4 separate regions of the Mus musculus genome follow, and regions 2, 3 and 4 are each linked to region 1. Evidence: chromatin contacts called from public promoter capture Hi-C data. All regions are on one chromosome and are shown on one strand. Each heading gives the region's core, a stretch centred on a gene start, on an enhancer-like site or on the middle of the called end of the contact. The rest is flanking DNA. Distances are from core to core; before and after follow the strand shown. Region 1 holds the start of Ptk2b (PTK2 protein tyrosine kinase 2 beta). Region 2 holds the start of Zfp395 (zinc finger protein 395). Region 3 holds the start of Pnma2 (paraneoplastic antigen MA2). Region 4 holds the start of Scara5 (scavenger receptor class A, member 5).

What was found. Promoter capture Hi-C pulls out the DNA fragments that hold promoters and counts their contacts.
Region 2: a contact with region 1 is called in a promoter capture Hi-C map of pre-B cells, with 4 times the contacts expected there. The contact joins the promoter of Zfp395 here to the promoter of Ptk2b in region 1. A contact is called at or near these places in 9 of 39 promoter capture datasets (the 3T3-L1 cell line, the C10 cell line, embryonic stem cells and 4 more) and 1 of 115 datasets of contacts at active chromatin or transcription factors (memory CD8 T cells).
Region 3: a contact with region 1 is called in a promoter capture Hi-C map of stem cell-derived epiblast-like cells, with 3 times the contacts expected there. The contact joins the promoter of Pnma2 here to the promoter of Ptk2b in region 1. A contact is called at or near these places in 6 of 39 promoter capture datasets (embryonic stem cells, frontonasal cranial neural crest, hippocampal neurons and 3 more), 1 of 484 Hi-C or Micro-C datasets (embryonic stem cells) and 3 of 115 datasets of contacts at active chromatin or transcription factors (embryonic hindbrain, embryonic stem cells and neural tube).
Region 4: a promoter capture Hi-C map of stem cell-derived epiblast-like cells shows a contact between it and region 1, with 4 times the contacts expected there. The contact joins the promoter of Scara5 here to the promoter of Ptk2b in region 1. A contact is called at or near these places in 5 of 39 promoter capture datasets (the 3T3-L1 cell line, embryonic stem cells, liver and 1 more) and 1 of 484 Hi-C or Micro-C datasets (embryonic stem cells).

The regions. Positions count from the first base shown.
Region 1 is chr14:66,278,137-66,285,417 of GRCm38.p6, forward strand. It overlaps Ptk2b (PTK2 protein tyrosine kinase 2 beta), which reads right to left and starts at 2,916. Exons shown (of 31, transcript NM_001162366.2): 1 at 2,747-2,916.
Region 2 is chr14:65,355,795-65,363,075 of GRCm38.p6, forward strand. Zfp395 (zinc finger protein 395) reads left to right here and starts at 2,882. Exons shown (of 10, transcript NM_199029.2): 1 at 2,882-2,961.
Region 3 is chr14:66,908,615-66,915,895 of GRCm38.p6, forward strand. Pnma2 (paraneoplastic antigen MA2) reads left to right here and starts at 2,594. Exons shown (of 3, transcript NM_175498.4): 1 at 2,594-2,679; 2 at 6,708-6,836; 3 at 7,145-7,281. It overlaps Dpysl2 (dihydropyrimidinase-like 2), which reads right to left and starts at 2,427. Exons shown (of 14, transcript NM_001378767.1): 1 at 1,828-2,427. The coding sequence starts at 2,169.
Region 4 is chr14:65,661,646-65,668,926 of GRCm38.p6, forward strand. Scara5 (scavenger receptor class A, member 5) reads left to right here and starts at 4,758. Exons shown (of 9, transcript NM_028903.2): 1 at 4,758-5,101.

The DNA of each region.
Region 1 (7,281 bases), core at 1,666-4,165:
GGAAGTTATTATAAAACAAACGATAATGAAAACCTAATTTTATGGTGCATTTTTGGGTGTTTTGAGCACATTTTCTTTTCATCCATCCATATTTCTCTCCAGTTAATTAAGGTTTGAGCCAGTCCTCTCTCCCCACCTGCTGCCCTCCAGGAAGAGAGCCCTTTGTCTCTTCTGTCTTTGAAGCAGGGTCCTGGATGGGCAAGGAACCCTGAGGAAATAACTTTGTCTCACTCTCCCTCCCGCCTCTGTTGAGAGACAAACTTTTCTCACTAGAAACAGGAACCAAGCCAATGCAGGTTCCCTGCGGTCTCCAGACACTCTATAAATTCGAACAGGAGAAGATGGCACCCCAGGCACTTTGTGGATGCTCTTTCCGTCACTGTGAATGTGTCGTTTCAAGTTAATATACATAGCACTCAAGTGGGGCTTTCATACATTATCAAGGCTCCTACCCTAAACCTCGACAAATAGGCTCTGAGGCTCAGCGAATCCAACAGTTTCCCCATAGGTCTGAATCTAGGACCATTGGTCCAGTGTCTTTCCAAGTTACTACCAAGTGGACTAAGCTGCTTTCACGGTCCCTAGACCCTCCCTCGGCTGTGCAGATGTGTAAGCTGTCTGGGGTGCTGCTTTTCTTCTCTCAATAGCAATATCATGACCAGTCCTAGAATGAGCCTCCAACTGGACCTGTCAGGATTTGTCACAAAATAAATATGCCCTGAGCCTGCTCTTGAGGTGCTGGGTTAGTTCGCAGTCTAGACGGAAGAACATCAGCCTCCGCGTCCCAGACAGACTCAGGACATCCAGTAAAGCTTCAGATAAACTGTGAGTAACGCCGGAGTATTAGGTATATCCCAAATACTGCATGAGACATACTTAACGCTGAGAACCAAGTCTTCAACACATTTGTACATTTAAAATTCAAATCTGAATGCCCCATGTTTTCATTTGCTAAATCTGGCACCTCCATCCCGGAGTGGAGGCACCCTGGGAAGTTTCAAGCAGCCTGAGGTTCCAAGCTTTGCTCCTAGAGGAGTTGCCATGGCAGCCTGAGCACGCCTTCCTAGGCTGGGGAGCATCCTCTATTTAAGGTTGCAGCTCCTCCTGGCCCCTGAACTCTAGGCTCCTAACAAGATGGGCTTCTTGGCTACTTTCGGTTTCCCCGGTATCTCTTGCCGCTCTTAGCCCTTGGATTTGTACTTCTCAGGCTCTGACCTGCTTTCTTCTCCTCGGTTAGTTAATCCCTATTGATCTTCAGTTCTCTTAGTTGCTTCTGCCACAGATTCAGGACCTGTCCCTGCCCAGCCCTGCCCACCCTCTGGCACTGTAATTGGTGGAACTTCATTTCTTCTCACGACAGTCCCGCCCATCCTAGCTCCGCCCTAGCTGGGCAGCTGGAGCTACAGGCTCCTCCGTCTCCCCTCACCTGACAGGAGTACCTGGGTTCAGGAAGGATGCTAGTAAGTGAAAGAAAGAAGGCAGACTGTCCTGCCAAAGTTAGGTCTTTCTTATGAATGTGACTTCTTCCTTCCTTCCTAGGGTCGTGAGTCACTTTTCCCCCACCCCCTGCTCTGCATTTCTTGCGCCCCCGCCCCCACCCGGTAGCTACTGTGAACCGCAAGAGTTTGTTGACCTGAGCACACTGCGGCTGCCTGGTACCCCTACCCTTTCCAAACCATGCATTGTCTCAGCGGGCTCCAGACTGGTACAAGATCTGCTAAGGTTCTTCTCCCTCCTGCTTTCCAATTCTCCCGGGCTAATGCCCCCCCCCCACACACACACACCCAACCCTCAGGTCCCAGCTTGGTTTCTTCAAGGAGCACAGCGGAATCGGAATCTTGCTTCCAGTATAGGGGTGATGGGAGATATTGGTGTCATCTGGCTGAGGGTGAGGGCAGGTGGCAGGACTTGGTGGGCCTCAGAACGTCACCCATATGCTCGCTGTTCACCCACCCAAAGCTTTGCCCACGCACAGCCTGGCAGCAGGAACAGCAGCCCAGAACTTAACCCTCAAGGGGCATGGGGAAAGCAGCTTCAAAATGAGCCAGTGCGGCTGGTGTGAACTTTGGAACTTCAGCACGAACACACACGCACACACACACACACACACACACACACACACACACACACACTACACACACTACACACACTATGGTATGGTTCCTCTTGGAGAACCCCGTTTGTCTTAAAGCTCCAGCTTCAGGGAAAAAAAACAACAAACAAACAAAAACAAAACGTCCCAGAGGCTGGGGATAGGGGTGGTGCAGGGGTGGGAAGATAGGCCACATGGGTGCCGAAGGGCACTGTGGAGAAGAGCGCGCCGTGCCTGGGCAGAGGTCTGAGCTAGAGCTGAAGTTGGGTTCTGAAGCCCTCGGTTGGGTTCGGAGTTCCCAAATCCAACCTTTAGAGACAAGCATTGTTGCTGAGCCGATTTCAATCGTGCCCCTAGTCGCCCCTCTCTGAATAAGATAACAGGACAAAAAGGGAGAAACACCCTTTAGTCTTAAAAAGAACTCCAAAAATAGATGCCTTCTCTAGCGCCCTCCCTAACCCCCTAGCTCAGGGCGGCAAGCTCAGGGAAAGCACCTGCTCCGCGCCTCCGACTTTCTGGGTCCTTGGCTACCTTTCCAGGAATTCTCAAGCTTCCCGAAGGACTGGAACTGTAGACCCTCTCCAGCTTTCCACTTAAGTCGAGCGATCGAAGTGTCCCTGACCCCGGCGCTGGGTAGGAACACGCAGGACTTACCCTCGGGCGAGGCGCGGACTCGGGCCAGGGCTCCGGGCTGGGCCAGGTGAGCGCAGCCGCCGCAGGTAGGACGCGCGGCTCTGCCTGCAGAGGCTGAGTAAGAGGCTGACAGGTTGTTTTTCCCCCTCCTCCTCTCGGTCGTTAACCACACCCCTGCTGCTCTCCTCTCCACTTCCTTAAAGGGTGGGGTGTGCTGTCTGTGTGTGCAGGCTCCAACCTCTTACCATAAACTCTGAAATAGATGCCGCCTGCAATTCCTGGAGCTGCCCGGCTGACCCGGGGGCCAGAGCCCATTGCCTTAGGGCCCCAATTGGGGTCCTCAGGTGCTCCGGACCTCTTGCAGTTGGTTGACCTCCAACTCCTACCACACCTGGCTTCTTCCAGGCACCCTTCTCTGCAGCCTTTAGTCACCAGACCTGACCCATGTTCTCAGCAGTGGCCCCCATGGCTCCACACCTTGAAATGGCCCTCACCCTAGGTCAGATAAATATTAGGGATGCCCGATATGACTGGTACAGGATTGGAAACACCTAGGACTGGGTTTCTGAGCCCAGACCCTGGAGGACCAGAACACAGTCCCAAAACAGTCGGGGAAGGGGTTGGGAATGTAGCTCAGACGGTAGAATGTGTGTCTAGCCTGGATTCCATTCCCAGAACCAAAGGCATAATACTGAGTGTAGGTGGTGGATATCTGTAATTCCAACGCTCTGGAGGTCTATCCTTGGCTATGAGGTGAGTTCAAGATGAGGCTAGGCTGAAAGAGATCATGTCTCAAAAACAAAACAAAACAAAACAAAACAAACAAACAAACAAACAAACAAAAAAACCCCAAACCCCAAAACCCAACCCCAACCCAGCATTAATAACAACAAAACCAGAAAAGACTAGAGAAGCCTTACAATGATTTTCTTCTGTGGCCCTCTCCCTGCATCAGTTTGTATCCGTGACCCTCCGAAGAGGCTGGCCATCTCTTTACTGCATCAGTAAGGCAGTGGTACTTGAGGCAGATCTAAAGTACTAAGTTGCGACATCATTTACTTCTCTAGCCCGAGAAAGATTCTGACTTTCTCCTAAGTGGAGGTCAGTGAGCTGGACTTAGCAGGAGACCCTGCCCCAGACATCTTTATCCTGTGCCCTTTGGGGTTTGGGGTTTAGTCACAGTTCTGTCTCTGATAGTAGCAGTCCTGAGACTGCAACATCAAGCTGCCCAACTCCCTGTGAAAGCCACAGTTTTCATGATGACACTTCTTCACCCTACCCCACCTCCAAGTTCAACAGACCTGCTGCCCCAGGAGACCATCAGAAGCTACCAACACTCATCTTTCAGAGTGGTGGTGATGGCTTCTCAAGAGAAAGCAGACTTAATTAATTAAGAACTCAGGAGGCAGAGGCAAGTAGAATTCTGAGTTCAAGACCAGCATGATCTACTGAGTGAGTTACGGGACAGCCAGGCTACAGAGAAAAACCCTGTCCCGAAAAACCAATAGCAATAATCATAAAATCAATTAAAGCTATAAAGTTCATATGTCTTAAGATGTAACAAAATGTAGATTTTAGCTGTATCCTCCATGTCTACTAAAAACCCTATCTAAAGCTAGCGTCACCCACCCTCAAATGCCTCAACACCACAATATACCCTGCCATCTGCTGGGCCAGCAGGACCCTCTCTACCATCCTGAAGGGCCCCATTTATCAACTATCTGCACTCAAAGACAAGTGGAGGGGTAGAGTTGGGGGAGCAGTGAAGACTGTGAACAGCGTATGGGGTACATGACCACAGGACAAAAAAAACTACCAGAGGGTGTGAGCAGTGGGGTGGCGTAAGGTGTTGGCAGGGGGTGGCTTTCTGAATCCTTGCACTTGGGAAAGAGTGGGTAAAGCGTCTTGTGGTGTAAAGCGAGATCTACCTGAGGGAATGGCAGCTGGCTGACTGTTGAAGACTAGCTGGGTTTGTGTGTGCTGCCCTCATGTGGGCACACATATGAACTACAGCCATATCTCTGCTCTAGTAAGGTCTTCTGTTCTGTGTGCACACACGTTGTATTCTTTACCTGGCATATTATTTCCTTCAAACTTCTCTGAGCACTTTTTTTGGTCACTTCTTAAAAAAACGAGCATATTTCATTATAACAGGTACTCTGCTGCTAACTCACTACCCAGTGTCTTGCCTGTTGGGCTGGTGTTCACTCTCCTCCAGGGTTCTCACCCCTCCTACGCTGCCACCCTTTAGTACAGTTCCTCGTGTTGTGGTGACCCCCCCCCCCCCGCCCCGACCATAAAATAACCTTTGTTGCTATTTCATAGCTGTAATTTTGCTTCTGTTAAGAATCACAATGCACATATCTGTGTTTTCTGTTGATCTTAGGTGACCCTTGTGAAAGGGCCATTTGAGTCTCAAAGAGGGTCACAACCCACAGGTTGAGAACTGCTGCCCTAGACAGTCTCACTATTTCCTCTGGCTAAATAGGAAGAATAAGCAGCCAGCACCACCAAGGTCAATTTATATAATTATTAAAATCTATATTCTGCATATAAAAGAAAGCGTTTGATATTTTTCTGAGTCTGGCTTATTTTGCTTATCACAGTGATGTCCAGTTTCATTTATTTTTCAGAAAAAAAATGACATAATTGTTTGTTCTTCTCTGTGTCTGAATAAAACTCGTGTGTGTCTGTGTACCACATTGTCTTCTCTCACTCATCTGTTGGTGGACATCCATGTGGACTCTATACCTTGGCTTCTGTGCATATAGATCCAGCAAACATGGACATCAAGAGTCTCTGTGGTGTCTAACTTGTATTCTTTCAACTCTTTCCTCAGGATTTATGGCTGAATGACACAGACGTTTTCTGTTAACCAGCTAGCCTTAGCTGGTGAGATGGAATCTGAAAGTAGTTTTGTTTGTTTTGTTTTGGTTTTTTGGTTTTTTGTTTTGTGTTTGTTTTTCGAGACAGGGTTTCTCTGTATAGCCCTGGCTGTCCTAGAACTCACTCTGTAGACCAGGCTGGCCTCGAACTCAGAAATCTGCCTGCCTCTGCCTCCCGAGTGCTGGGATTAAAAGCATTCGCCACCACGCCCGGCTCTGAAAGTAGTTTTAATTGGCATCTCCCTGATGGGTAAGGATGTTGAACACCTTTTCAAGTACTTATTGATGGTTTTGTACTTCTTCTTTTGAGAACTGTTTATTTGTCCATCTATTGATCAGACAATTTAGTTTTGTGATGTTTTTGTAGTTCTTTATGTAGCTTGGATACTAATCCTCTCTGTCAGGTATGTAGCTGGCAGAGCCCTCCCCCACCTCACCCCTCCCTGCCCCACCCCATCCCACTCCCATTCTGTAGGATGTCTCTTCACTTCAGTGATTGTTTCCTTTGTTGTGCAGATGCTTCTTTTTTTTAAAATTTTTTATTAGGTATTTAGCTCATTTACATTTCCAATGCTATACCAAAAGTCCCCCATACCCACCCACCCCCACTCCCCTACCCACCCACTCCCCCTTTTTGGCCCTGGCGTTCCCCTGTACTGGGGCATATAAAGTTTGCGTGTCCAATGGGCCTCTCTTTCCAGTGATGGCCGACTAGGCCATCTTTTGATACATAGTGCAGATGCTTCTTAAGGTCATGTATTCCCATTTGTCAATTCTTGAGATTGACAGATGTCATAAGAACGTGGGAGCTTGTGTTCTTAGGGTCTAATTTAATTTAATATAATTTAAACTTATCCACATCTAGCTTACGAATGAATGAGACTCAGACTGTGGTTATTTTATTTGGCTTTGACAATTACTGGGGGTCACCACTTATCTACTTTTCTAATGGCTGGCCTGGCTTCTTCCCAGAGGTTTGCCCCAGATTCTTGTTATTACTCATGGCCAGGTGCTCACGGTCCATCTTCTTTCGTGGTGGCCTCCTTCCCATTCCCTTGTCCCTCTTCCTCTCTCACCCAACCAGCTAACTTAAAACCTACCTACCTCTAATCCTCCAGCAATGGGTTGTAGACATTTTTATTTAACCAATAGTTTTAAGTTAAGGAGCAAGTTTTGCACAGAAAAAGTTGGTAACTGTGGCTGGCAGCTAGACCTTCATTCAGGTAAGGAATTTAGCATTACAATACACAGCCAACAGACCAAACCTCAGCAGGTCCTGCTTCTACAGTCCTTGCTGGGACTGTGTCCTGAAGTGCTTTGCCTGTGCTTTTCTCTAGCACTTTCAAAGTTTCAGGTCTTAAGTTAAGGCCTTTGGTCAGTTTGAATTGCTTTTGTGTAGAGATAAGGATCTGGTTTCATTGTACCTGTGGAAATTCTGGTTTCCCAGCTCCCCTTCAGGGCCTTGCTGGTTCTCTGATGTGTTTTTGACAGTTCTATCAGAATTTAGCTGGCTGTACCCGTGCTTATTTCTAAGTCCTCCATCCTATCTATCCCATTGGCCTATGTGTCAGTTTGGGGCTAGTACTGTGGTTTTTATGACTACTGCTCTGTAATACCATTTGAGATCAGGTATTAACTCTGCCAGCCAGAGAAAGTCATGCTTGCAGAGAA
Region 2 (7,281 bases), core at 1,632-4,131, 920 kb before region 1:
GGGAGGCAGAGGCAGGTCAGTCTCTGAGTTCGAGGCCAGCCTGGTCTACAGAGTGAGTTCCAGGACAGCCAGGGCTACACAGAGAAACTGTCTTGAAAAACAAATAAATGAGTAAATAAATATAAAAATAAAAAATAAAGAAAAAATGAATTCAGGCTGGGGATTTAGGTCAGTGGTAGAAACCTTGTCCAGCAGGCTCAAAGCCCTGGGTTTAATCTCCAGTACTGCAAAAATAAATTAGTAAGTAAATAAATATCAGTAATGGTGGTACATAAATGTAATCCTAGCACTCACGATGCAGAGGCAGGTGGATTTCTGTGAGTTCAAGGCCAGTTGGGGCTATACAGAGAGGCCCTGCCTTAAAAAAAAAAAAAGCAAATAAATAAAAATTATAAAAAGAAAAAAATTGGGCTGGAGATGTTGCTCAGTTGGCAGTATGATTGCCCAGTATGCACGAATGAAGCCCTGGGTTTGGTTCCCAATGAAACATAAATGGATGTCGGTGCCTGCCTGTGACCCCTGTTCTTGGGAAGTGGTAGAACCCTTGTCTATCTAAAAAGCTTAGTGTAGGCTTACTTACAATGCTAAAGATCCTGTCTCGGAAAACACAGTTAAACAAAAACCGAAGCCAGACCCTCATCCCTTTACAGAGCCTAGCCGTTTAAATCTTGCCATGTTGCTCACACTCCAGCTGGAGACCTACTCTGTGTATACAACTTTCATTTAGCTCAACAAGCACTTCTGGAGCCCCGGATTTTACTATGAAGACTCACTTGTCTCAGACACCCTAGTCCCTGGGCTACAATGATCAATTACGTGCTTTGTTTTCTGTATTGCTCAATTCTGAGTGAGCAGCAGTCTGCTTGTGAGGAGGCCAAGCGTTCCTTGGGGCAGAGACTGTATTGCAAACTTCAGGGTGATCAAGAAAGACTTGAGAGGAGGGACTGACTATACAGAAGCATTTGGGGACAACTGGAACAAGAACAGAAAGCCATGCATGGACTGCATATGTCCCTTTAATCATAAAGTGTACATTTCCAATCCATATCTTCATGTTAAGGGAAGGCTTTGTGTATTAAATAAAGTCACCGATGTGATGCCCTATAACACTTTATTCTTATCTGGAAACAGAACTTTTTCCTGAGGTTGAGAATTAAAAGGGAGAAGCAGTCTTGGGTGAACTACACCCTGGGCAGGCTGATCCTAGAGCAGGTAAGGCAGGCATTTGAAACTAGTTAATTCATCCATGTGGGGCTGTCTTGTGCACAGCAGGATATTGGTGGAATACTTAGCCTTCAGCAGCTTAAATGACAGTGAGAAATCACCCTCCCAACACCAGTAAAAATATATCTAGATATTTTAAGGACAAATTAATATTATTAGGGATAAAAAAAATCACCCCTAGTTGAGAATCATCTCCTGTAGGAATTTTGATTCCAGTTGGATAATTTTATTTCAACAAATAGTTGAGGGCAGAAAAAAGGACATACTATTTTTTTAAAATGTATTTATTGTGTATGTACAGGGCTGGAGTTGATTCCCTCCGCTATGTTGTGCATGTTGGGGCTCTAACTTGTGACATCAGACTTGGTCACAAGCAGTGTTACCCACGAGCCCTCTTGCCAGTTCCCAGGACATATTGTTTTTCATTTGCCGTGAGCTAGGCACTATCTCTAGTTACACTGCTTTGTTTTATAGATCAAGAAGCTGATGTGTTTAGGGCTGAACCTGCTAAAGATGCCAATGCTAACTCAGCTCTTAAAATGGGATGTGATTCCCAAGCTCTACTAACACTCCACGGCCTCCTAGAAACACAGGAAGTCCAAAATTGGAGGTGAACTGCAACTTCGAAGTATTTTAAAACTTTTTTTTTGAGAAGGGAGGGGCTATTACTCTTTTACTCATTAAATTTGATTGTAAACACACACACACACACACACTCACACACACTTAGACATTCGCACACACCCCTCTCCACTGTCCTTGGCCTTATCTAGAAAAAACACAGAACTACACAATGGAACCGCTTCGATTCTCCCTGTTACAAATTATCCAAAAGCCAGAGCCTAACGGTGCCAAAAAGCAACCGGTATTGTTTACACAAGGGCTGAAGGCTAATAGTTAACTTTCTCCTATTTAATTCCAGAAACAGTAAACATCGCCTCGCGCTACAACTACAAACGAATAAAAGTCATAAAACTGGAGAAGAACACTCTTGGTCCAAAGCGAAATGGAAAGGTTGGGTTTTCAAGCGCTTCCGCCCTCGCGCGCCGCCTCCCGCTACCCGGCCTCGGGTCCCTGTCGCCCTCGCCAAGCTCCTGTCCCTGGCGCCTAGAGCTTCTGGCTTCCTTTCCCGCCCTGGGGCGCGCTGGAAAAACAACAGCCAGAAACTTTGGTTGGGTTTGCAGTTCAGTTGGGGGGGGGGTCGGGGGGGGAGTCAAAAAAAAAAAAAAGGAGGCGCGGGGGTAGCAGATACGCTAGTTCGGTTCCGGGTGGTGCTGAACGCTCGGATTTCGGGGTGGGGGCTGGGGAAGTGGGTCACAACTCGGTCAGGTTCAAGTGCGCATGTGTGAGAGGAGTCGCTCCAGCACTTATTGAGCGCCCACTGTGTACCGCCAAGCAGGGTGTGTGGAGCGCGCGCGCGCACGTCCGGGGCTGGGGCTGGGGGCGCGCGAGTCGTGCGCGCGCGTGGCCGGGGGTGTGTCCCTGCGTCTGGCTGGCTCGCGGGCGGACTGGCTGCGAGCGGCTCGGCGCGCTCCCTTCCCGGGCGGGGGAATCCGGGCCGGGTTGTGGCCGCGGCCGCGTACGTGAGCGCAGTGTCCCGGAGAGGGAGGGCAGGCCGGCCAGGTGGGCGCGAAGGCGGCGGCGCGGGAGGCGGCGCAGTGCAGGGGCCGCGCCGGTGGCGGGCAGGGCCGCGGCCGCTGCAGGGAGCCGAGCTGTCTGGGTCAGTGGCCGGCCGAGGTGAGCTGCGCGCGGGACCTCGCATGGGTTGCAGCCCGGGTTTGGGGCCGACAGCCAGGGGTGGGTGGGAGACCCGGGAGGCTCGCGCGGCCCGGGCAGGACCGGGGCTGCTGCGGCGCTGGCGGGGTGACTGGGTGGGGGTGGCCGCTCTCCCTCTCACGCGTCGCCTTGTTTATGTCGCGGGTCCTACGGCCCGATCTCCCTCCCAACTTTGAGTGGTGGCCGGGAGTGGCCTCGCGGGGCCACACTGACCTGTTAACCTGCTCCCTTTCCGGCTGAGCCGTCAGCCCTGCGCTATGCGCGCCCCTGCCCTCTCCATAACCAGAGAGTGCCGTGCTGCGGGACTGGCCTCGCGACACACCCTCTCTCAACCCCCTTCTTGCGGCCCCTTTCGCCGCCCCCTTGGCTCTAAGCCTTCCGGGCTCACCCCGGGTCCCTCCCGGGCCGTGGCACTGTGGGCCTCTGGAGTGGCCCATGGGGGCCTGCAAAGGGAGTTTGTCATGGGCAAACAATTCCAAGGCTTCCTGCCTGGGAGTTAAGGCTCTGCACCTTCACTTTAGGGCCCTCTTGGAGATCTAAAGAGACCCACCTGCCAGCAATCTTGCAGGAGCCCTGTTTTCCATCCCTCCCTTTCCTGTGGTTCTGGAGGACTTCCACCAGGCATGGGTTCCCATGATGCCAGGCCATGGCACAGGGGCTATCTATAGTTCTTCACTGCTTTCTGCAAGATCCCTTAACAGAATGGTGTAAAGTGGAGCAGTTTGTTTCAAACTGAGCAATCAACAGGTATTGTAGCCTGAGGACATCCTTCTAAGGGGGGTTGTGTAAATAGAGGTTCTTGCTTTGGAAGGGTGAAACACAAGGAAATTGGTTAGCCCACAGGTACCTCTGAGAAGCCACTCTGCCCTCTTCCCACTGCCAAGCTTTCTGGATGATGTCTCTGAAAGCTATGAGAGAGAAATGATTTGAGAGCTCAAATGCAAATGAACGTGCAAGGGCTGCAAAGTTACTGTGCAGGCTCAGGCACAGGAGGCATGGGAGATAAAGGTGGGGAAGGGAATACGGAACTCAGTTTGAAATAATTTCCACCTGTGGATAATTCCCTGGCAAGACTCAGTCAGAAGGAGGAGTTCACAGGTGACAAGTTTACAAAAGGATGTCCAAGGGCTTGCTTGTCTTGGTGAGAAAGGCAATAGAAGACTCATAGATAACACCCGTCGGGGCTTGTAATCTCTTGGAGGACATAGAAAGACTTGAGCATGTGAAATATGACTCCAGATGGGGCACAGTTAGTTGTCACAATGCCAGGTGCAGAACTGGGTGCTGTTGGAGGTCACAGGGAGGGAGGGAGCTATGGACTGGAATTACCAGGCCTGGGCTATGTGTCCTTGAAAGATGGGATTTATGAAAATGGGATACAAAGTGGAGATGAATATGGGTTTCTCTAGAGTCCAGGAGATGGCCTTGGCCCTCCTGGAATGTTTCCTGAACAGTAAGAGATAGAGAGAGGAATAGTGGCTGAGATTGTGAAAGTCCTAGAAAGTCAGACTGAGAATTGGACTTTTATCCAGGGTGGACTGGGAAGACAGTAGACCAGGGGATGAGGTAACAAGGATATTGGTAAAGAGTTTTGAATCTGATGTTAGGAGACAGACCAGTGAAGTAGCCTGTTGCACTTTTGGAGTGCTGTGGGTTTGGACTTGGTTTTACTGGAAGACACTGCTGTTGAAGTAATCTGTTGACGGGGTGGGTGAAGGGAAGAAATGAATAGGAATTAATTCCTGGAGGAAGCTGATCACACACCAGGGCCTGGAGCTGCTGTAGTTGTTAACCGGACTCTAAAATGTGTGTTTTGCAGAGAAGATGATTGCCACTTGGGCCCTAGAGAGGTCTCTTTTGTTTTATCTGGAAGTAGGTATGTTGGTGTTAGTAACTGTGGCTCTGATAGGTTATGCCCTGGAGCAGAGTGTATGGAGACCCGTCAGGGAACCCAGGGAACAAGCTCGCAGTTGTTTTGGTTGTAGGAGCAGCAGAGAATCCATGCAGGACTGAGGGTCTGACCTGCAGGGCTTCTGTTTTGACCTTTTACTGGACACTGTCTGGATTTGGCCCTGGATGTGGAGGAGCAATGCCGGGGAGTGGGCTTCTAGGGAAATGAGGCCATTTATTGTAAGCAGGGGTGGGGGTGGAGGGAAGTGGGGTGGGCTTTGCTGGAGGAGAATGTTAGACTCTGCTGCGTGCTGAACTTTACTCTTTACCGAGATGTAAGTCTCCTGCACTGTTTGTGCAGAGAGGGATGAACAGCAAGACCAGTTAAAGGAAGACAGGAATTTAGGACCTTTTGTGTGGGTCTGGTTTATCCCAGTCCCATCCAGTAACCCTGTCTCAGGATTCTGGTGAGAAGGCATAGAAGGGAGCCGGCACTCTTTTGAATTTTTTTTCCTGTCCACTGGAGTCTGCTCTCTTTTGCAAGAGTGACTTAGGGTGATTTGCTGAACAAATCCCCCAAGTGTCAGCGTGCAACATCTGAATTTGAAGAATAAGGTTACAGAAGGTTGTGGCATGAGCTGGGATTTTCGTTTCAGCTGCTTACTTCTCTGAGATGCAGAATCAGTGAATTGAGGGGGAGAGGAGCTTGAGGGATGGGACTGGAGGCCGTAAGGGCCATGTTCTCTCCTCCTTTCTCCTGTTCTTTCCTTTGGTTCCTTCCTCTTTTCTACCTTCCTCTCCTTTTCTCTTCTTCCCTTGTCGTCCTCCCCTTCTTTTCCCTTTCCTCTTCTCCCTTTCTTTTCCTTCTTTCTCTTCAGTCCTTCTTGCTCTGTAACCCAGGAGCCTTGAATTCACAGCAATCCTCCTGCCTTGGCAGGCCTGAGCCGTCACAGGCATTTTTTCCTGACAGTAACAGTTGTACAGAACAGACACGAGTGAATTCTTTGGCTCATTGTAGGGCAGTGCTTGTATGCAGTTGTGACCGTGACTGTGCTCTAAGGTAAGAAAGTTGAGAGCGGACAAGATGGCTCAGTGGGCATCGGGGCTGGCCGTTGAGACAGATGATCTGACTTTGATTCTCAGAATTCACATGGTGGAAGGAGAGAACCAACTCCTCTAAGTGCAGACACACACACATACACACACATGCACACACACACACACACACATGCACACACACACACACACATGCACACATACACAGACACATGCACATACACCCACATGTACAACACCCACTCATAATCTCTAAAAGTAAAACAATGAGAGGAAATTTACACCATGGCTTTATATACCTAATAGTGTATGTAAAACTCTATTTCAGTTTGTGAAGTCTTACCTCTGTTCTTGGTGAAATCTTGGACTTTTTTTTTTATTATCTGTCCTGTTGCTTCTGTTTCCCACCAAGTTGATCCAACCACTCTCTAGTGGATCATAATCCACTCACAGTTTGAGACGCACTGGGAGGCTTTCCACATTCTTGAACTAGTTATGAAGCTGCCTGTGTGCAGACCTACACCTCCCAGGGCTGAAGGTAGCTGGAAGCCCAACAAAGAGGTGGGGGTTTATGGTCTATTTGGAGAGATAAGATATATCCTGTTGAAGGGGCAAGGCAGAGTGTTAAATGCCACGATGAAGTGGGCAGAGGAGGGCGGCCCAGTGGTGTGTGCTGATGGGCCTGGGAGTAACCAAGTCTCGGAGGAGGTTTGGGGCACCTCAGAGCTGTGTGGGAAAGACATGGAATTAGTAAGTGAGGGCTGGGGCGAGGCATGGATACCAGGGTTGTGTGTGCGAGGAAACAGAGATTTTGTGAAAGAGGAGGACTGGAAAGGTGGTTTGGGGACATGTGTAGTATAGGGCGTATGCACTTGTCAGTGACTTATAGGTTAGACAACACCAAACTTCCAAAGGTTTTCTTTTTCCTTTCTTTTCTCCTCTTCTCTTCTCTTCTCTTCTCTTCTCTTCTCTTCTCTTCTCTTCTCTTCTCTTCTCTTCCTGTCTCTGTCTCTGTCTCTGTCTCTGTCTCTGTCTCTGTCTCGTTGTTATATAGGTACACTGTAGTTGTCTTTAGACACTCCAGAAGAGGGCAGGCATCAGATCTCATTACAGATGGTTGTGAGCCACCATGTGGTTGCTGGGATTTGAACTCAGGACCTCTGGAAGAACAGTCAGTGCTCTTAACCGCTGAGCCATCTCTCCAGCTCTCTTTCTTTTCTTTTTTCTTTCTTCCTTCTTTTTCTTTATCTTTTCTTTTCTTTTCTTTTTTTTTTTGAGACAGCTTCACTCTGTATCTCTGGCTAGCCTGTAGACCAGGATGGTCTCCCACTCACA
Region 3 (7,281 bases), core at 1,344-3,843, 630 kb after region 1:
GAAAGAGAAGAAAGAAAAAAGAAAGAAGAAAAGCGGAGAAAAGGGAAGAAAAGAAAGAAAGATTTACTTTAATTGATCACCTGGAACAAAACAAGTGTTTTGGATTTTGATTCTGGTTGCCTCTTAGTGAAATAAAAATATAAAAATCAGAAGCTGAATGGGTGTAAAATAAATGATTGCTTGCTTCAGCCTTCAAAAAAAAAAAAAAAAAGGAAGGGCTGGAGAGATGGCTTGGCAATTAAGAGCACTGACTGCTCTTCCAGAGGTCCTGAGTTCAAATCCCAGCAACCACTTGGTGGCTCACAACCATCTGTAATGAGATCTGATACCCTCTTCTGGTGGGTCTCAAGACGGCAACAGTGTACTCACATATAATAAATAAATATTTTTTAAAAATAAATAAATAAAAATACATAAATAAATAAATAAATAAAGGAAATAGTCTCCTCACCTCTGCTGCCTCCTTTGGCAAGAAGTGATTCTAAAGAAAGTAAAAAACTAGATTGCTCTGCTGTGTCAGGAAAGCGGGCAGCTGTGCCCCAACCATTGCCCCCAGAGCTGTTCTCTGAGGATTTCTCTGTAGCACACAACCTGAATGCTGGGCAAGCCCCCAGTGAGCATGTGCAGAACATCCCCCAACTTCTCCAGTGGCTGTCTGAAAGGAAGCGCCTTTAGGACTAACCTTCCTCTTGCCCTAGAAGGGAAGGCACACAGGATTCAATATAAAGTCATTCATAGATTGGTTTCTTATCTTCACCGCGAGCATGGGAGAGAAGCAGCAACCAAGCGTAAGACGCTGTGCAGTGTAAACGATCAGTTGAGGCATTAAAGCTGTGAAAAAATATTATACGAGCATAAATGTCACCCTGAAATGGAGGGAAATGTGTGTGAAAAGACCCCTGGGCTTGAAACGTGCCCTGCTGGGGATTACTGGACCATGTCAAACATTTTCCTTGACGAAGGATAGCCAAGCTAGCCTTCTTTGTCTCACCATTAACACAATCAGGGAGTCTTGCCTTCAAATGTGAGTCCTCCCTTCCCACCCTCATTTTTCCTTTCCTTTTTAGTTCTTTGAATATAATTCGCGTAGTCTCTCCCCATTCCCAAAGTGCTTCCCTTACAGCGCTGGGGAAGCGCTCTGAGAAGCCCTTGCCGAGACACTTAGCAGAACTTTGTTCTCTACATGGGCTATCTAGCTTTTCTCAGTGACATCACAACCTCCCGGACTCTTCACTGGCTGCTGAACACAGTCCAGGCAATGGTAAGAGGCTCCGGGCGCTGGCCGTGGTCCTGACCTCCTAGCTCAGAACCATGGTGCTGAGCGCACTAGAGGCGGGGACCTTGCCACACTGAGTAGCCATGTAAGCCCTTGTCCCTACAGACCCCAAGGGAATCCTCTAGTCTTCACTGCAGCCTTCCACTGCTCTCTTTGAGCTGCATCAAAAAAGGGTGGGGCTCTGAGCCGCAGCTGCAATCGGATGCCGCCCGGGAGGATTTAAGAACAGCACAGTGGTCCACCCCAATCGCCACTCGACGCCTCCAGCCCGGGGATCAGCTGGTCCCTGACGCGGGTTCCCCACCTCCCAGGGACAAGGAGGCTAGGGCAGCCTTTGTGGGAGCTCAAACGCCCACTGGCGAACCCGTGCCTCGCCGCACCCTGCGCGGTGAAGGGGTGGGCAGGGCGCGGTGCGCGTGCAGATGCGGGAGGCAGAGCTCTTGGTGCCGCGTGCTGGCTGGTGCTGGCTGCCACGCGGGGATGCTCGGTCCTCCGCGACAAGCCAGGGGGCAGCCCCGCGCTCCGATCCCACCCTCCACCCCCATACCAACCTGATCATAGATGTTCTGCAGGGCTTCCTTGCCCGAGGCCCGCCGGATCTCCACCTTCCGGCTCGATTCAACAGATGGCTCCCCACTGGCACGCCGGCTCTGCCGGTGCGGGTCGGGGCCCAAGTGGGCGACATCGCGCTGCTGAGCCACCACTTGCCCCGAGCCCCGGCCCACTGAAAGCGAGTCGAAGTCGATGGTCTTGTTCTCCGAGGACCCTTCCACAGGGCAGAACATGCCGCAGAATTTCTGCCGCGGCTTGGGACTGCCGGAGCCCAGGTTTTTAAAAAAGGCAGGGACCTCTTCGTCCTCTGCTGCCTTTCCAGATTGCTTTCTCTCGGCCATGGCTCAGGGGGCGCTGGGGAAGGTCCTGTCTGTTCGTCCGTCCGTCCGTGGTTTCCTAAGTCTCCCTAGCTGGGTGTGCACTAGCCTCTTGCTGCCGCCGCGGCTGCCTCTCCCTGCCTACCGCAAGGTGCACAGAAAGGATGGAGAGCTGGCGAACCGGCGACCCACCCCTCGCGGTCCCTCCTCCTGACCCCGCTTTCTCCCTCCCTGCCCACGCCCCCCGGCGCCGCCACGCCACCTCCGAGCAAAGTTGGATCTGAGCGGGCGGTCGCTGCGGCAGAGGATGCCAGTTCCCGGCAACGCGGGGCGGGGCGGAGTGGGGCGGGGCAGGAGGAACGCAGGATCAGGAGGGAGGGGACAAGGAGGGAGAGGACCCAGAAGGAGGAGACGGAGAAGGGAGGGTACGAGGGGGTGGGGGGCGCCCGGAGCCTGCGCCCCGGAAGTAAAGCGGACACTCCACCCGCTAATGGACGCGCGGCAGCCGCCCGACAGACCTCTCTCGGCGCCAGGGTGAGTGTCGGATAGCTATAGCCGGGCAAGGACCCGAAGGCTCAGACCCTAGTCCAGAGCCCCTCTCCCCGACCTGCCTCACTGCATTGCTAAGGTGGCCCTGGGGCTCCCCTGGCCTCGGGTGAGAGCTGAGGGTTGAGGGAGCCAAGGTTCAAGCCTGAAGGCTCTTGGAAACTGGGCAGGGGTGACCCTGGAAACAGCAAAGTCTACTCCGGGATAACCAAGTATCCGGCACCAATGCTTCAGTTTACCCACGACCTGGGCGCCAGGGCGCGCACTGCAAGGAGCAGAAGGAAAGGAGAATGTTCTCCCTGCTTGCAGCCCCTGTGGTTGGGAGGTGGGGCTCACAACATGGCGGGGGCGAAAAAGCAGAGGAGCATAGCAAATGCAAGCGGTGACCGGGGGAGAAAGCAGCAAGCCTGCGGTGCGGGGGGGGGGGGGGGGGGCATAGTAAAGAATGCAGACTGAGGATTGCGCTTCAGCATAGAAACTGGGGACCCGTAACATCATCTGAAAAGGCCATGCCCTGCACATCAGCCATTGCCTCAGAAAAGGCTCAGAAGAGTCCTGGATTTGATATCTCCAATCCCTCAAAACACACACACACACACACACACACACACACACACACACACACACACACCCAAAACGGAAAATGGTTGGGGACTAAGCAGACTGAAGCACACTCATCTTGCTTTCAAGTCGCCCCGCCTAGCTTCCCCGCCCCTGTTGCACGCTGCGCAGGAGGCCCGGGAGTTTGCCAGATGTTCCTTCTCTAGGGCCGCAGCGGTTTGCATGGAGGGTAGAGGTAGATTGCTGTTCAGGGGAGGGTTACATGCTGTGTGAGTTGTGGGCAGCCAAAGTGTGGGGATTTGGAGTGTGTGCGCGCGTGCACACGGTTCAGCCACGACCGCCAGGTTCGAGGCTTTTCCTTGCTTAGTCCCACCTCCTGGTCCTGGCTTGGTTGCATTTAAGCCCCTCCTGTTTTTCCAGAGTGGCTGAAAGCTGCAAAAGTGTTGCCCATCCTTTAGGGGTTCTGGAGCGAGATCTGAGCATGCTCACTAAGATGGATGGGTTTGGTCTAGGAGAGGCAGTTTACTGCAGCGTGTTCTCACAGGGCGTTGTGACCAAGAAATCAGTCCCATTGTCAGCCTTTGCTTAGGTAACGATTGCTTGCAGATATCAACGCCCCCAGTTGCCCGAGATAGCTTGATTGATGGAGTCATAATTTGTGCGCACACACACACAATCCTGTAGGAGCCGAAAGGAGGGCCTATGGACCTTAGCACCAGAAATGCTTGGAATTTTCTTATAAAGTGTCCATTGGAATTGTCAATGCCACACTAAAGCCCTGAGGTCTTTCATCCTCCCTGCCTTCCAAGTTAGGACACCAGTTTATGAGTCATTACGCCTAAAGTCATGTGTCTAGTTGTCCAGGCCTTTGCCCCAAGAGCCTGGTTCCTTCAACAGGTTATCCTATAGGCCTCTTTAGTGAGAAAAGTACAAAATCCTTGCATTCTTCCATACCCAAGCATTTCCCTGGTGGTTCTTTTGTACATCAAGGGTGTTTCATTTACAGTCTTAAAATCTTTTTTGGTTAACCTTCATTTATGTATATGGATGTTTTGCTTGAATGTTTGTACATGCACTGTGTACAGGCCTGGGGCCATTGGCGGCCAGACAAAAGTGCCAGATTCCCCTGGAATTGAAGTTACAGAGTAAGCCAACTTGTGGGTGCTAGTAACCAAACCTGTGCATTTCACCACTAAGCAATCCCTCCAGATGTGTGAGGCCTTAGTTAATTGAAGAGCAACCCTTGTAGGTATGGTTACCATTGGGTTAAAGGTCTCAAAGGCTAGCAGATTTCAGCATGACAATTTTTCTGTGAATCTGGACATTTGGTGTTTTTTGTTCATTTGTTTGTATTTGTCTTTTTTGTTTGTTCGTTCGTTTTCTGTTTGTTTCGGTTTTTCAAGAGAGGGTTTCTCCGTGTGACAGCTCTGGCTGTCCTAGAACATACTCTGTAGACCAGGCTGGCCTGGAACTCAGAGTTCTGCCTGCCTCTGCTTCCCAAGTGCTAGGATTACAGGCATGCGCCACCACTACCCAGCATGTCGCTTGTGTTTGTTTTTGCTCTTTCTGAGACAAGGTCCTGTTTGTAAGCCCAGGCTGACCTCAAACTCCCGATGTAGCCAAGGGAGTTAAACTCCTGGCTCACTTACCTTCACCACTTAAGTGCTGGGGTAATGGGTATGTGCCACGGCGCCTGGCTTATGCAGTGCTTGGGATCTAACTCAAGGCTTTGTACATAGTGACAGCACTCTGCCAACTAGGCTACAGTCCTAGCCCCTCCAGAGCTCTTCACATCTCATTCCTCGAAACAACTCCAAGCAGAGGAAGTTCACTCCCATATTTTACAAGGGAATCTCAGGCCTAGATTGGTCTGAAGTTCCGGGCTCCCATGCTGCCAAGCACAGGGTGAGACAGCATCTTGCTCTCCTGGTTCTGACACAGTGGAACAGCCTTCAACACCTTCCAGGAAGACCGGATCTGCTCCTGCTGCTGCCATAGTTAAGACCAGCATCTGTGGCATACAACCTCCTTCAGAGTGATGGGAGATGTTCAAACCAAGGAGGAAGTGGATATAGCACCCTAACACACCCTCTACAAGTCTCTGAGAGGCACAGTCAGGCACCAAATTACAACATTTCAGTTGACATAACACATGTGCCCTATAAGAATGCATGGTCTAGTGATGGCACTCTGACATTCAGCCAATTAGGAAGCGGCTTCTCTGGAGGCATCCTCATGACTAAGTGACCACACTGTCACTGGGAGCACTCCCTTTTACATTCTCCAGTCTCCCCAGCCCTGCAGAGCAAGCACGCTTGGTGCACACATCACTTTGCAGTGGATATGTGTTCTGTCTTTGCCCTTTTCTCAACGGCCCAGTTAAATTTAAATGACAATGTCAAGTTTAAATGTCTTAGTTACTTTTCTATTTCTCTGGCAGAGCACCATGACCAAGGCAGCTTATAGAAGAAAGCATTTGATGGGGGCTTACCGTCTCAGAGGATGAGTTCATAACCAGTGTGGGCAGGAATATGGCAGCAGGCAGGGAGGCATGGAGGTGGAGCAGAGAGCTGATATCCGATCCACAAGCACAGGACAGAGACTGACAGTGAGAAGGGCATGGCCTTCTGAAATCTTAAAGCCCACCCCCAGTGGCACACCTCCTCCAAAATCCTTCTCAAACAGTTCCACCAGCTAAGGACCAAGCATTTGAACACATGAGCTTATGGGGCCCGCTCTCCTTCAAAGCACCACAGGAAGAGCCGGGTTGGTAACTTACCATGCATGGCCCTTGAAAAGCCTGGCTAGACACAGCCACAGAAGACTGACTCCTAACTCCAAAGTGTACTTCTTTTTCTGAGATTTGAATTTTCTCCGTTCTACCCATTTTAAGTACTCGTAAGTGTTTGAATGATTCTGTTTAGTTTTGTTTGTGTCTTCTTTTGGAGACATGATTTCTCTATATAACCCAGATTGACTTCAAACTTGCAGTCCTCCTGCCTCAACTTCACAAATGCTGGGAGTGCTACCAAATACAATTCAGTTGGATTTGTTTTTTAAAGATGGTTCTCATGTAGCCCAGGCTGGCCTCCCACTCCCTATGAGGTTAAAAAGGCTCTTAAACCCCTGATTCTCCTGTCTCCAGCTTTCAGGGGCTGGTGTTACAGGGAGGGAGCACCATACCCAGTTTATACGGTACTGGAAATTGAATGCCAGGCTTTCTAAAGGCTTCTTCTAGGCACGCATTCTGCAAAGTGAGGTGCGTTCCCCGAACTACCTGGGCTTTTTCTTCTAAGAAGTATGGTGACTCTGTCCTGTTTAGGATGCTTTATTAAATTCTGAGGATTGTCATTCCTTTCTTTCTTTACTAAACTGTTACGTTTTTAATAAGTGCATTAATATTTGCTACTAGGTTTTAGACCTAAAAAGATGCTATTCATGTTTGTGTGTAACAGGGCAGCTTGACTCGACTGAAATTGAGACACATACATCCTATTGTATAGAGATGTGTGACATCTTCCTGATCTGGAAGCTGAGTACTTGGCTCCTTGGTTCTTGAAAAACATTCTGGAACACATGAACAGGTATTTAACTACATCTCCTAATTCCATCTTTTGAATGGTGAAGGTCTTGAATCCTGCTCACTGGTAGGGCTTTCAGGGTGGAAAGACTGGATTTTAGCTGGTTCTCACCGGGGAAAAGGACAGTTGGCAAAGAAAAGGGATTCACCAGAGTGGGGTAGACACAGGCACAGTGGGAGTCAGAGCCCTTGGTTCACCCCTAGTCCCACCTAGTGTGTGTGTGTGTGTGTGTGTGTGTGTGTGTGTGTGTGTGTGTGTGTCCCCTGGGAAGTAGAGGGCTGTGTAGTCAAAATGAGCCTCTGTTTCCCTAGGAGTCCTTGCCATCTCACTGTGTGACTCCCCAGAGTTGGGTGCTAGAGTGGAAGCCACCTCCCCCATTGACTAGAGAGAGGCGAAGTGACAGAAACCAGGAGATGGTGGGAAAAGCGATTGTTCCAGGTGCCTCCCG
Region 4 (7,281 bases), core at 3,508-6,007, 610 kb before region 1:
CTCTCAGAGAACCTGGGTTCAGTTCCTATGGTGGCTCACAACCGTCTGTAATTCCAGTTCCAATGGCTCTTCTGGTCTCTGTGGGTTCCTGCATGCATGTGAAAGACCCGCAAAGTGAGGACTCCCTCCACTCAGGAGAGGCGACACCCCAAATCACTCATAAGAAATGGCCTTGATGCAAACCGCAAGAGGACTTTTTATTCCAGGAACCACGAGTGCAGAATTGGGACAGCTTTTATGGAGTTAAAACAAAGCCCGTGCTTCGAAAACCAATCATGTCATAGCATCAAGAGCCTGCAGTGTGGGCCAATCGATTTGTACCACTCCATAGTTTCTAGGCCAATCATTTTAAATCATCAAGCCCGCACTCGGGGGCGCGGGGCGGGGGGAGGGTGCAATCAGTTTTCTATAGCCTCGGTGGTCCACATTTGCGCGGGTTCCTGGCGGGGTGGAAATCGCAGTTTCAGTGTGTAATCTTTCCTTCTATGGTGCAAGCGGTTTACAGAAGCTAGATAATTGGTTAGTCAACTCATTTCCTGTTATCTTACTAGGCCAGGATCACGTATTCACAGAAAGCAGGCCCTGGAGCAGGGAGAAGTGTGACCTTTTACCTATACTCTGGCAGGGAACAGGGTCTGGAATTTGTGGTATTTTGGGCTTCTTAAGAGGCTGGAGTTGGGGTTGTATTTTCTATCCTTTCACATGGGTACACATATATGCATTCTGGACACACCCAGACACATGAAAAATTAAAATCAAATTGTGGGTCCACGTACATAATGTTACACTACTCAGCAAGAAGAGGGGGAAAAAAGCAACAGAGAAATGTTATCCTGAGACAAGTCAAACGAACCAGAAACAAAAGAGGGGAGGGGGCAAATGTCCTGATCCATAGCCACTGGCTTTAAGATGAAACACAGACTCCTCCAGCAATCTTACAGTTTGACAGTCCTATGCCCGACTGTGGGCCTCATGCAGAAAACTAACCCCTGTCTAAATCAGTGTCTTACACACAGATCATGCCAGAGGGGCTTGACCAGTTTCTTGTCATTTCTCTGCTGCTGTGATCAAACCCCATGGCCAAGGCAGCTTATGGAAGTTAGAGTCTGTTTGGCTTACAGTTCCCCAGGGTCAGAGTCCATAATGGTGGGGATGTTATGACACTGGAGCAGAAGCTGAGGGCTCACATCTTGAATCCAAAGCAGGAAGGAGGGAGGGAGGCAGGAAAGGCGGAGACGATGGAAGGAGAGAGGGAGAGAGGGAGAGAGATGTATTTCCTCTAGCAAGGACACACCTAAACCCACCCAAACAGTGCCACCAACTGGGGATCAAGTATTCAAATGCCAGTGACAACGAGGGACATTTCTCATTCAAACCACCACACTTGGGCTGGGCTTAGATTTCACCTCCCTCCTCCTTGTCCACATCTGTCTTCTTTCCCTACTTCTTAAGGCAGTCAGTGTAGGTCTGTGAATAAAAAGAGATAGTGTTCATTTTAGGCACGGTTGGTATTACAGTCTAAATCTGAAATTCCCATTGCAGGCTTCGTGGTTTGAATGCTTGGTCCTTAGCCACTGGTGCTATTTTGGGGTGCTGTGGAGTCTTTAGAAGGTGGAGTGACCAAACCAGACCAGTCAGTCAACAGGTTCTCCAGGGCAGGAGTGAGGATTAAAAAGAAAAAAGACAATTAGACAACATTGCAGCATGGCCCCGGCCAGTTCTCAGGCTGAGGCAGGTTTATTTTTTCCCCAATCTGCTTTTATACCATTTTAATTACATGCAAGCCATAAGGTCAAGCAGAACCATAAACTCAAATAGTCAAGGAACAAGCAAGACAATAAACAAAGTCCCTTGATCACTGTTTCTAAGGGCTTATCAGGAGGACCAAGATATCTGAGCCTACTTCCCTGTCCTAGCCCAAGATCAGATTCTTGCCTGAAGCCTACTTCCCTGTTCTAGCCTAAAATTAGATTCCTGCCTGAGCTTACTTCCTTGTCATGGCCCAAAGTCAGATTCCTGCCTGAAGCCCATTTTCTTGTCCTTGGCCAATGTCAGATTCCTGCCAAGCAGCCCCCAAAGCTCTCCACAGTGGAGTCTGACTGGTGGAAGTTATGCCCCAGCCTCTGCTTCCTGCCTTGGTACTGCTTCCTGTCTGCCATGTTGTGAACAGCCTCCACCACCCCCTCTTGCACCCACCACACCTTCTCTGCCAGCTTGGTCTGAAGTCATGAGGCAAGGAAGCCTTTCCTCCCTGGTTGTTGTCAGGTATTATGGTGCCAGGAGCCACAGAGGTGAAGAATACAGAGGACACCCCTGGTCTTAGCGGCTGTCTTCATTTGTGATATAAAACAGAACGCCTGTGAACAGAAATCTAGAGCAGGCAGGGATTCATTTCTTCTCCATTTGAGACCTGAAAGTCCAAGATAAAAATGCCAGCTTCCATCGTGTTCTGACAGTGTGATCACTTGGCAGGAGGCACGAGAGAGTCTGGCCATGAAGGTCGAGTCTTGCCATGGTAACAGACAGACAAGAAGAAGCTATTTCTGTAAATCCTTCTTACTGTGTGGTTGGCTCCTGCCATTCCCAATAGGCCCCGCCTCCCTGCACTGCTGCCCTGGAGATTCAGTTTCTGGGATGTGAGCTTCAACCACAGAACTGACACATTCTATTTCTTGCTGATGCATATGTGTGTGTAATGACGGTCTGCAAGTGTCACATTCTGAGCACACACCTCGCTAGATGGGAGATTCCATTCCCAGGGATGTTGGTGACTTGTTGAGTGACAAAAGCATTATTTTTGTAAGGAGTAATAAAGGGGGTGGTTACAGGCCTAGACTCAAGGCAACGCCTAGGGCTGAACTGCAGCTCTGCTGTTCACAGGCTGGAGGGATCCAAGATGGATCACTTGATCTCTGTGTAAATGGTTTCAGGAGCTACACCTACTTCACATGACTGTTAAGATGTGCACAACGTCCCTCCCTGAATTAACAGTATCCAAATCTGCAGAGCGAAGCTGACTATAGATCAAAACTATTTTTTTAAGTAATCGGGGTTTGTACTGAATAATAAAATGTATCCTTACCCTAGTTCTCAAAATTCTACAGTATGATAGCTGTTCACAATAACATTTACATTGTGTTGGGTAGACTACATAACCTGGAGATGGTTTAGAGTAGACTGGACGCTGTGCAGGGCCATAAAGATGCAAACACCTTGATGTTTTATGCTGAGCATCTAAATGCCTGAGGTTTTGGCGTCCATGAAAGGGTCCTGAAACCAACCTCAGGAGGATATCAAGAAACAAGTATATAGGTATTCGAAAAATATTTGAAGTAGTGCATGCATTATCTGCATGTATAGTAAATAATATCATAAAGTGCCCCTTTCTTCTCTTCCTCCTTCTCTTCCTCTTACTCCTCCTTATACAAGACTGCTTTTTTCTTCCTGTAAAGCAGTGTCCTGCAGAAGCTGCCTCTGGGCACAGTTAGGAGGGTGGTCCCTGAAGATGACTAAAGCTCTTCTAAGTAGTCAGCTGAGGGTTGGCAGCTGTACTGTGGGGTGGGCAGAGTTGAGTTTGGCAGACTCTCCTGTTAGAAATCTGACCTTGAAACCCTGTTCTTGTGTTTAGCCAACAAACAGGAACTTATTTATGAATGCTAGCTTCTGCACACTTCGGTCCAGACCCATCATCTGATCTATCTAGTTGTGGCTCACACTGGGTTCTTGGGGGAGGGAGGGAGGGAGGGTATGTCTCTCTGATAGTCTTTCTCTTCCCACTGTTCTCATCTGAATTCATTGCTTCTTTAACACCTGCTTGAATCTCTTTTTAATCCTTCCAATTTGTGTTTAATTTTATTGTGTGTATCTGTATGTGTGTACATGTGTACAAGTGTATGGGGGGAGGGGACTGAAGTCAAATTCTGATGTCGTTCTATATTGAGGGTTTTTAATACAGAGTTCCCTTGCTGGTCTGGAACTCACCAAACAAGCTAGCTTTCCAGCCAGTGAGCCCAGCAATCGTCCTGTCCACAGCTCCCCAGCACTGGAGTCACAGTGTGTGCCACCACGCCATCTTTTTTTATGTGGGGGCTGGGGATCGAGCTCGGGTCCTGCTTGAGAGGTCAGGGTCCTGTGGATTCCACTATCGCCCACCCTAGTGTATCTCCTTTTTAAAAAAAAAAAAAACAAGGTAATTGTTTGTGTTGAGGTTTCCAGTCCTTTGAGGTCCAGTCAGACTTCCAACCAGAGGGCTTCTCCCAGGCCCGTTCTCTCGTGCCTCATGCAGTCTTTGTGCTCCACAGACACTGGCATTGTTACTGAATTGTGTTGATCTTGACTTCGGAAGTTCTTTCAGAGCCCACCACCCCCACCCCAGACTTTATTCTAAATAGCACCAGTGTGTGAATTGTCCAAGTCCTTTGGGAGTGGATGTAACTTCAGGAAATGCCAAATTTGCTGAATGAATTGAGAAACGCCAGTTCCGTGCTACAATAAATTTTACAAGACTTGCTTCCTTGGGTGTGTCACAAACCAGGTCTAGCCGCCATTTTCTCAGAAGCTGTCCAAAAAGTATTTTGAGCAAGGCCTTTAACACAATCACTGAGTCCCAAAGCCAAGGGCTGGAATGCTGTGCAGAGAGTTGTAAGTCTGAGGATGGCCACAAGGGGGCAGGCGTAGTCCAAACTCCCTCTAGAAGTTGCTTTTAGAACTTTTTTTTTTTTTTAAATAAAGACTGGAGGTTGGAGCACCTCCCACCCAGTCAGTACCTAGCAGAGCTGTGGGTGACTCCACAGAATATCTCCGGATCGCTTTCTGAGGCTGACCGACGCTGCACCAAGACAAGGAGTCCCACGTGCAGACCTGTTATTCAGCCACTTTGTTGAACGGATCCTCCCATAGAAGTGACTCTGTGGCCCTGGCCTAAATCACTAGGTGACCCTGAAGACTCTTTCTATATGACTCCATCTGGATTTGGCTGGCTGTGGGTACAAGCTTCAAGGGACTTTCTGGGTCTTCGTGGGGCAGCAGTCAGCTCTCTGGCTACCATGGCAATCGCTGGGAACTGAAGGGACAGGGCCCAGCCTCAGCACGGGGCATACAGGTGAGTTTTGACATTTTGACCTAGAAGCTTGGGGTAATGGTGTCCCAAGGGCAGATGGAGGAAGCGGTGTGCTGGTGAAGCTGAGAGTTGGGAAGTCCTGCTGACAGAGGACCTGGAGTTGCAGGCCTCCAGGTGGGAGGGTACGAGGGATCTGAGCCTGTAGACACACAGGGGCCCCAGGACTCAGTTACTAGAGCTGTAGTGTGTGAGCCCGCATCCAGATGCCAGAGGGATGCTATGGCTTCAGTGGCATCTCTGGCTGTCTTATGTCACAGCTCCAGAGCCTATTCAGGGAGTAAATGCATGTGCACAGTATGCAGTGCGCATGGGCGCATGTGTGGGTGCATGCATGGGTGCATGTGCATGCATTGTGCGTGGGCATGTGTATGTGTGTAAACACACCAGGGTGGGACAAATGAAGCAGGAGGTTATTAGTGAAGCATCTGGGCCTCTCTAACTGTGAGTTGGGACCCGGTGAACTGATGAATCCAGTTAGAAAAATAACAGGTTTAAGACCTATCTAGTAACTTTTTCTTGGGGGCCAAATTTGCAGTGACTTTATTTGGTTTAAATGAGTTTTAGAACCCAGGCAGTCCAAAGAGAAGCTGTAAGCCCTGCCAAGTGAGAGACCAGAGTCCACGGAAAAAGATTCAGAGTCGCAAGTGAGGCCCCTGATCTAGCTCCCTGCCTCAGCAGGAGTTTAGCCCTTTTGGTGCTCCCAGAGAAACTTCCAGAACCAGGGTTCAAACCTCAGTCTTAAGCCACTTTTGAGGTTGCTTTTTTGTGAAGGGAACCCCCACACAACTTCATTTCTGGGACTTTTTGAGCAATGGGGAGTCCTCAGGACTCTGAGATCCCCATCTGCTGAGGAAGAAAGAATTTTACAGTCTTTGACTGTCCCCTGTCTTGCATGGCTTTGAAAGGTCCTCGCTCCTGTATCAGCTCACATGATGCTCACTGTGTCCTCTTCGCTTCCCCCTTCCCAGGGAGGTGTTCCGCAGAGTGGACTTCACATCACAGGTCAGCAAAGTAGAACACCTTCCCAAACTGAGAGATAATAAAAGGAGCCCTTGTGCCGTGAGCTCCCTCCCTCCGGCACCTGTGCAGAGGGTTCGAGGGTGTCCCAGGGCAGCTGTCAGATGACTCTGGAAGCAATGCTCATCCCCTATTCTCACCCTTTGTGGGGAATGACTCATAACAACCCCTGGGTGGCTTCCTTCTGATTAGCAAAGCTGAAGTCCAGGCTCCTTGAGCACCAGGGGACCTGGGGTTCCACCCATGTGACCCAGGTTTCCCTTCAAGCCTTCTCCTCTGCTCATGCCCTTACAGATGTGCACTAGCTGCCCCTCTGGTGTGCCTAGTGCAGCTCCTGTTACAGCGGCCCTGAAGGTGGCCACTGAAAGTAACAGACATACATATATACCTTTGATACAGCAGCCCATGATGGAGTCAGTGCTGTGTGTGGAGACCCCTGAACCATCCATCTAATTACTGCCTCGTTGACTCTTTATTTCCAGTATTATCATTCTTGCCTCTTTGGTCTTGGTTAGGTTATCTTTAAACCAGAAATGCCAAAATGATTGATCTGCCTTCCTGCCTTGCTCATAGTGCTCCCAGGAAGTGCTCCCAGGAAGTGCTCCCAGGAGGTTTTGGGGTGTTGGGGGGCAATCAGTCTGAGGCCCAAGGGGCGTCTCCAATGCACCAGCAGCTTCCGTGATCACCACTACTCTAGAAGATCAGCTGTGACGTGCCTGAGAGCACAAACTGAGTCTATAGATGGTAGAAGAGGATCTCAGAGTTCAGAACCTGCTCTGGACTCTGAGAGGAGAAAACAGAACCCCACATAAAACTAGGGCAGGCAGAACGTGCTTACATTTTGTTTCCACGTAGTAAAGAATTGACCATTTCCAAAGTCATCCCTCTCACATCTGGACCTGCTCCGTCCCGGCCCCTTCCTCTAGGCCATTGCTCAGTCCATCCAGGCAGTGGGGAGAATGGCTAGGAGGAGTTGCTGGTGGACACATTCTAGGTCCCAGGGGTCTGGAGTTGATCAGGAGGGAAGGAAGGTGGCATGAAAGAGGTTCTGGGGACCTCTGGCTACAGCCCCAGTTGCCTTTGGCAGAGCAACAGTTATCACAGGCTGCAGAGACAGTGGCCTCCAGCTTTGTAGCTTCTTAAGA